Linked DNA regions of Gossypium hirsutum: region 1 is linked to region 2. A link is a contact called in public Hi-C data. All regions are on one chromosome and are shown on one strand. Each heading gives the region's core, a stretch centred on a gene start, on an enhancer-like site or on the middle of the called end of the contact. The rest is flanking DNA. Distances are from core to core; before and after follow the strand shown. Region 1 holds the start of LOC107957501 (receptor protein-tyrosine kinase CEPR2). Region 2 holds the start of LOC107961220 (non-specific lipid-transfer protein 2).

The links. Hi-C and Micro-C count contacts between places; a contact is called where the count stands out from the background.
Region 1: a Hi-C map of leaf shows a contact between it and region 2, with 2.0 times the contacts expected there. The contact joins the promoter of LOC107957501 here to the promoter of LOC107961220 in region 2. A contact is called at or near these places in 2 of 34 Hi-C or Micro-C datasets (both in leaf).

Annotation. Positions count from the first base shown.
Region 1 is chrA05:31,647,956-31,652,544 of Gossypium_hirsutum_v2.1, reverse strand. It overlaps LOC107957501 (receptor protein-tyrosine kinase CEPR2), which reads right to left and starts at 1,701. Exons shown (of 3, transcript XM_016893023.2): 1 at 937-1,701; 2 at 1-328. The coding sequence starts at 196.
Region 2 is chrA05:31,292,287-31,296,540 of Gossypium_hirsutum_v2.1, reverse strand. It overlaps LOC107961220 (non-specific lipid-transfer protein 2), which reads left to right and starts at 1,657. Exons shown (of 1, transcript XM_016897419.2): 1 at 1,657-2,153. The coding sequence starts at 1,685. The coding sequence ends at 2,020.

The DNA.
Region 1 (4,589 bases), core at 452-2,951, 360 kb before region 2:
CTCCGAAGAATTCGCATGGAGATTCCGATTCTTTCCAGGAATCCAACACGTTCAAAGGGTCTTTCAGCATGTTTTTGAAGTCGAGAAGAGCTTGGGTTTCAATGGTGAGTGACAAAGAAGGCGGGAAAACAACTAAAAACAAGATTGAAACAAGGGAAAGAGATCGAAGGGAGAAGAAAAGTGGGTGTTGAGCCATTGTTGATTCTTGATGATAAATTAATAATACCAAACCCAGGATCTTAAAAGCATTTTGAAAAATTAGAATTTGGAAGCTGAATTATTGACATATGCCGATAATTCCAATACCGTCCTGGGCAAGTGGCAAAAGCTGAAAGAGAAAGACAAACAATTACATGAACAAAAATACTGAATTATTATTTTATTCAGACAAACATTAAAATAAACATAAAACATTAATACAAATAAACAATCTGTGAGTGAAGTAGGTTCAAATTTTGCTGATAAAGAGAGAGAGAGAGAGAACGGATGTGACGTTGAGACGTCAATTTTGTTTGTAGCTGTGGATTACTATCGGTATCATAATTAATTATTAATAATTATTATTACAGGAAAGAATATTAGAGACTTAAGCAGGCTTTGAAGTTACTCATTATTACACATATTCTTTTGTTAGAATGGATTTTCATTTGTTCACTAAGTAAAGCAAAGAAATGATTAAAAAAAAGAGGATTCTTGAATTAGTTGAAATTATGATAAATTTCTTTGAAATATATTAAAAAGCAGCCCTTTTTTTAAGGTCGGAAAGTCTGGAATGTTAAGACTCAAATCTAACTTTTAGGTCCTTTAGAGCTATTATTCAATGGATTAAAGCACTAATCATAAACAAAACTTTTTCAACGCAAAATATGAAGAAAATAATCCATAACAACCAATCTTTTTCATCTTCAAACATAAGAACAAATTGGGGTAACGTACCGATAGAAAATTCAGGGTGAAATCCAAAATTTCTCGTTTCGTTGTTTGGCCACTGAGAATGTTGAGCTTAGCTCCCCAAGAAAATAACTCAGTTTCCCAGAAAAGGAAAAAGGCTGGTCTTTTAAGTTTGACTATCTAAAAGCGTTACTTTTCTCCAAAATGTCACTTCTTTTTCCCTTTTTGACACTGTCACTGAAACTCAGTTTTTCCCTAAGAAACTGAGAATAAATCAGAGTAAAAAGGGGAATAATAGTAGTAAATAAAAACCCAGTGGAATGATAATAGTTTGAGGGTGAATAAACAGACAAAATGCTACGAGAAGAAGATTGGGTTAGTGGGGCAGAAAGGCGAACATCATTCATTGTATCGATGATGCGTACATGATTTGAGATTTAGATTTGGGAAATGGTGTAGGTGGAAGCCCCTCTAAAACATAAGATTTAATAATAGAAATAATATTTATATATATGATGCAGCCCAAACAAATTTAACTCCAAGTAGTCGCTTGGATTTTACTTCTTGTGCTAAGTAAAGATGAAATTTTCTTTTGGAAATTTTAGTAACCAGAACTCAATTAGAAGAAGAAAGATCCTTAGGATTAATGGAAGAATTTGAAGTTTCTTGGATGCGTGACAAAGGACTTCAAGCTGAAATTTTTAATTAAGAAAATAATTTATAAAATTGAAATAAAACAAGAATATCTGAAAAGGGATAGAATATAGGATTGTGGAACGGTAACGTGTGAATGATAGTTGATCAAGTCTCATTTGACACCGAAAACACCAACAAACAACCTTAATGCTCCTTAATTAACTCCCCCTGAGTAAATAATTATGGCAAATTAAAGTATTAAGAATCCCACCCCCAATTTGTATTGGAATTATCATAATAAAAAATATTAAAAAATAATGACGATAAATTATGGACTCTTCCCACCACATTATTTTTATTCTTTTCAATTAGTTAATGATATTTTAATATTTTTTAGATATCATTGACATATAATCTGGGTAATTTTTTTACCTTGAACTCAAACTCAAATCCTGAACCTTAAATTCGAACTTAAATATGATCTAAACCTTGAACCCGTTCATTATGTAGGATTCAAGGTTTGGGATTTGAGTTTCAAGATTCAGGATAACAAAATTACTAAAATTATGTGTCAATGACATGAAAAAATTTGTTAATGTCATTAAATAATTGAAAAAAGACCATGAATGATGTGGTGGAGAGGGTCTACAAATTAATTTCTCCAATGTTAATTCTTGATGGATGTTGAATCCACCAAAAATAATATTCTTACACCTGATCCTTAAATATAAGGAGTAAAGTCAATTCCACAAAGATTGTTTTAATTGGCTACGCGCTTAGCTCCGGTTTCAAACCAATCCTTAATAACAAGTCTTCCACTTGAACCAATAAATTAGTTATATTGATCGGTAAAGCCTCATATCACTAACCCTATGATAGACTTGTGAACTAGAAGTGTCTAACTTGAACCAACAACCTCAATCGTGTGGATCGTTTAGATTTGATTGCCATTTTTTTTTTATGGATCTAACCAACTACTTAATTGAACATATCAATGTACTTTTTGGTAAATTAAATATAACAGACGATTAATTCAGTATTTTCATCTGTATATTTATCAACACTGAATTAACAAAAATTCAGTGTCAATATAGTTTTATGAGATGATAGTATCTATTTTCTTAACCGAAAAAATAACAAAAAAAAACAGAATGAAGATTTTGAATTGCGGCTTCTAATTTCATGGCTCTCCTCAAATTGTCCATCCACTGGATTGGGGTTGAGCTATTCCCAAGATTAAAGTTTATTGGATGAGCAAGGCGCAAGAATGCAGTGGTGAAACAGAACTGAAAACGAAAGAAAGGAAAAGTTGAATTGGAATTCATTTCTGATTTCGTACTACAGAGGCGCACCCTTCCCCACGCATATATATTATATAAGAAATAAAATCTTAATTCTAGTTACATTCAATAATTTAGAATAAAAGATAATAGAGGAGAAAGTAAAAAATAAAAATATCATCTTTTTAAATAAATCCCAAAATAAAATAAAAATATCTAAACTCTTGTACTGTTTATTATTATTTGAGGGCCCATATTTTTTTTATTTTTTTTTCTAGACTTTCTCGACTTTACTCCACAACTTCATAAAAAATGAAATAATAAATTCAAAGTTAATGACATTTTATTAAAAAAGTATATCAAATAATCATAATAAATATGTTAATTACTCACATTATCACTCTTAATAGCCAATCATCCCAAACTTTAAAAAAAAAGCATGTCTAAAGAACTTGCAAAACAATGAAAGTCTACAGCCTAAAAGAAACTCAATTGAATTCAGCTATGCAATGTTCATTAAAGTAAGGTATAATCAACATCTTCCTTCAACTTTACCAAAAAAATTTATTTTAGTCAATCATTTTTTTCCCTTTTTTTCAATTTTTCAATTTGTATTTTTTATTAAATCGTCTGAAAATTTAAGAAAAAGTTAACATTTTTTTAATTTTACTGGCATACATGTAGATTGACATGTGGATGACACATAAGCATTTAACTAATTTTTTAAAATTTTAAAAATTAAAAAAAATTAAAAATGATGTTTAAATTATCAAAATTATTAAAAAAGTATAAAAAAATATTTTTTAAAATTTTTTTAAATTTTAAAAAAATAATTAAATGTTAACGTGTATGCCATGTTAGTAAAGTTAACGTTGATATAAAAAAGTACAAATTCAAATACTAAAAAAGGCCAAAATTTTAAATGAATAGCTAAAATGATTTTTTTTTTGTAAGGTTAAAGGGCCAAAAACCTTAAAATAATACCAATTGAATTCTTGATATAAGAAACTAGTAAAATTTGGAGATTTATTTCAAGTAAAACTCTTCAAAATTCTAAAAAAAGATTTAAATAAACTTACTTTACTTGATAATACAAAAAAAACTAGTAAAATTTGTTAGAATTTGATCCTCATGTTTCATAAAAGTTGAGAAGTTAGATCAATTGTATTATACTATTAAATCTTGTCATAAATTAATAATTTAAAAATTAACAGTTTAACAATTTATATGTAATAAATTAGTAAAAATTAACCATTATAATTCTTATGCTTACTAATGACTAGATTAAAGTCTTAATTTTCATAGAATATAAATAAGGAAACTAAATCCTCAAAGTTAAAAATAATAAAAATCTACCATTGTAATTCATATCCTTACTAATGGCTAAATTAAATTCTTCGTTTTCGTAGAATATAAACAAGGAGTCAAAGCCATTTTTTTGACTAACTGTCAATTTATAGATTTATAGCAATTCATTTTTTAATACCTTTATTTATATATATATATATATATAGATAGCTTCATCCTCGATACATAATTCATTGCATTTAATAATTAAAAAATATATTTTTCAAAAAGAAATAATTATAATATATTAAATGATTTCATATTAAATTTTAAATAAGTTAAAAGTATTTATAAGTAATATAAGTAATTTTTTTTAAAAAAATAACAAGTAAAAAATAATATATTAAAAAAATAATATATCAAATTAAAGTATTGTAAGAAACAAAGTTTCTATTTTAATAAAAAAAGTTTGAAGAAATTTTCAATTATAAACGG
Region 2 (4,254 bases), core at 408-2,907:
ATAATTTATAAATCTGTTTATTTTATTAAATAAATGTCGAGTATTTAGTACATGGGCGCAGTATACTTTTCTTTTTTATTTCACAAGCATTTTTAAAATTTTGACTTGTGTTTCTTTTTAAAAGAATATTTTATTTAATATTTTAGTATACTTTTAGACATTTGTCAACTTCAAATTTTATTGGTAGTGTATTAAATATTTTCTCTTAAATAAATAGCTTAAAAACTTGTAAATAAAAAATTTATTGAAATAATTAAAAATAAAGGTTAATATATTATTAGAAAGTTAATCACAAATTTTTAAAACATGAATAGTAAAATGGATATAAAAATATTTATAAAAATATTTAAAATTTTTAGGCATATCAATTGTATTGGTTATAAATGATTTAACTTAAAATTTTCAGCATGATTAAACTTATTTTAACCAATTAATTTTTTTTAAAACTAAATCTAAATATTGAAAAATTTAATATTCCAAGAATGTTATTTGCAATTTGAGTATTTGGGTCATACGAAAGTAATTTTTTTACGTTTAGTTGATGGAAGGATTTCATGAGTAAAAACGAAAGAATAAGATTTATTTGGTTAAAAAAAGTATAACAGCTTATTTGAATGGCATGTACTTAGTTTAATGGCTTTTTGAGTAAATTAGTCAAAAATAATTTAAGCAAATAAAAATGTAAAATAACTAATTTAAAATAATTTTAAGAAAAAAATGAATAAAATTAAAATGGTTAAAGATTGCAAAAGTAGCAAAAGATTTGCTAATTGTTTCTTTTCGGGAAAAGTGACTTTAGTGTGCACGGCAGCTGTGGAGCTGGTTTGTTCTGTTTTACTATTATTTATATTAATATTTATTTATTGTTATAATTAAATTTAAATAAAAAGGTTTTTAATTATTTTTTAACAATGAAATACACCATTTGAATAGGTTGGTTCCGTCTTGGAAAATTTCTGGAACCAAATCTAAAAAGTTTTTGTGTACAATGCATCCAAACTAAATTGTTAATGAAATTTTATTTTTCAATAAATATTTGATATCTGAATTTAGAATTAGATGTCAAGGGATAATTTAAATCGTGTTTAATGCATTCAAACTAGATTGTTAATAAAATTTTATTTGCCAATAAATATTTGGTGTCTGAATTTAGAATTAGACGTCAATTTGCACGAGTTTTTATTTTTATCTTAATTTAGTTTAGATCATTTTGAGTTTAAAATATTTAAAATTTAGGTCACTTCAAAATAAATCATTTCGATTTTAAAATCAATTAAGGCATTAAGTACTTTGGATTTGAATAGTCTCTAAATTATTTAAATTGAATTCAATTAAATTAGAATTTGATTTGATTTTTGACTCACCAACTTGATACTAATTTTAGACAAACTTGGAATTCATAAGACGGTCCCAATGGAATGAATGCTTCTATATTACTTACATTTGATGCTGTTGAGAAATGAGAGTAAAATCAATCAATAACATCATAATATAGAGTTATTGGCTTTGGTTAATTTGTTCACACAAAGAGAGGTGCCAACAACTTAACCCAAAATTAACCAAATAAGATTTTAGTTGGGGTCTCAAATCGTGCGGGGAAACGCCCCCATCATAATCCCACACTCGTATATAAATAATGCATGCTCTAATGTCTCACAGCAAATTACCAATCCAAATCCTATAAATGGTACCACCCTCCACTATGATAACAAAGATGAAGAGGTTTTCATATGTTGCCTTAAGTGCGGTACTGTCACTCATGGTGGTGGCGGCCCCAGCGTTTTCGGGTGAAACACGGTGGGCAGAGGCGGCAGTGACATGTAACCCCATAGAGCTCATCCCATGCTTGGCGGCGGTCATGTCGTCCACGCCTCCATCTGAAACCTGTTGCAGCAGGCTGAGGGAGCAGACGCCATGCTTTTGTGGGTACCTTAACGACCCATCTTTAAGACAATTTGCTGATAACCCCATTATTAGAACTGTTGGGAACGCTTGTGGAGTTGCATATCCTCAGTGCTAAAACCTCTTCATTACAATACTATACATACATGCATACATACGTATACATACATAGGGCAGCATATAGGGCTGATTCTGCTGTCAACTATATACTGATCTGAATAAATGAATAATGATGATGAGATGTGGGATAATATTATTTTGTTTATCAATTAGTACATTACCCAAGTGAGTGATTGTTTATATTTTTATAAATACTAATTTTTCAATCCTTTTTAAGATAAATTTGTTCTGATTTTTTTTTTGTATGACGTGACAATATTAGCCACTGTATTAAAACAATTTTAAAAAAATATAATATGAAAATTCATGTGTCTTAAAATTTATGTAATATATATTTTTCTTCGCATGCAATATAAATTATTGATATACTAATTAGGTAGATATAAGTTTAAATATACTTAAATATATTTTTTTCCAATTTAAAAGTTGGAAAGTAATTATGTTTAAAAGAAAATGTTACTGATATATCAAATGCATAAGTAACATAAATTTTGCTTTTTTGGTTGCAGTTAGTATTAATTATCAGAGAGAATGTATGAACATAATTTTGGTTTCATGTTGAAGAGTGGTTACGATTCAGCTGCCTTAGAGAGATTTGTCTAGTATTTCACAAATTATAATGATGTCTTTTGACATGCTCTAATATTAAAGTCCATCCGTGTCAAAGGAAAAATAGGTTAACTGTGTTTGAATGGTTCAAATAGTAAATTAAATGGTTTTTGGAATGTAAATTTTTTTTAAAAAAAATTGTGATTATTTGAATCTAATTTAATTATATTTTATATTTAAAAAAAAAGTAAGAAATGAGTAAGAAATATTTGCCTACTAAATAGGGTGTATTAAACTCGTGATTTAGATACTTTTTATGAATGTTAATTAATTAAGTATAGTAAGTAAAATGGAGATGATATTTGACATTAAATTTGTAGATTAATTGTGAGATGGTGAGTTACTGCACATATAATAAGTAGTACATATTTTAAAAAATAAATATAAAATTTGATTCAATCATCGATTCAATTATGTAAAGTTTTTGGAATCAGGCAGATGGTTAATTTTTGATCTATTTGGTTCAAATCAATAAATAATTAAAATTCATAAGAATTAAAAATATTTTAAAAAATAAATATAAAATTTGATTCAATCATCGATTTAATTAATTTTTTAACTTAATTTAATCGATTTACGAGTAAATTAATTTTTTTACCTTAATTCTAATTCAATATGTTGGTCACTAATCCAATTTAATTTTGAAAATGAGCGTTGTCGTGTAACTTGGCCTCGACAAGATTGTTTGGCTTTTTATGAAGAACATGGCATGGTGCTACCACGAATGCCCCCTACTACTTATGAACCACACACAAGGGAGTGTGTCCAAGTGATTCCAACATAGCAATATACAAGTGAAAGTTCGTCAAAAAAGTACATATAAAATATCAACGTAATCAAAGCATGATCAACACACATTTCAACATACCTGAATTTTCGATGATTTTTTTTCTCCAAATCAACAATAACAAACAAAAACCGAAAAAACAAAATATTCAAAAAGATTGATGGACCAAACTGAGAAAAAAAAAGAAAAGAAGAGGGGACACAAATACATCCTAGGTCAAAAGCAAAAAAGAAAAGGAAAATAAATGAATTGATAAAGAATTTCAGATCTTTTAAGCAAAATCTTGGTTATAAACAGGGTCGCGTTGTGTCAGGTGTAAGTATGATATTAATATATTTTATATTTGTTTAGACTTAACTCGACTTAAAATATGGGTCTAAAATTTTACTCAAATCCATTAATATTTGCAAAAGACTAAGACAAGCTCATTTTAGACTCATCCATATTATTTTAAATTTTTTTAAAAATATTAAATAATTTTATATTTTTTATTTATTGAAATTTTTTATATAATCATCTTAACATTATTTTAAAGTTTACATTAAAATAGTATTATATATTTGGCATAAGTTTATGTTTTTTAATTTATTCTAAATTACATAATATATAAAAATAACATAATATAACATATTACAAACTTCAAAATGGGTCGGACCCTGAATGTAAGCCCGAACTCGATCTATATTTTAAATGGGCTTAATTATTTTATCTAAATTCTTTTAAATTTCATGCGAGTTTTTGAATCTAGACTTATAACCAATCATAAACCGGTCTAATTATAAATAAAGAAGATAGGTATCGATTTTTTAAAATATCTCTTTTAAAATAGTCGACGC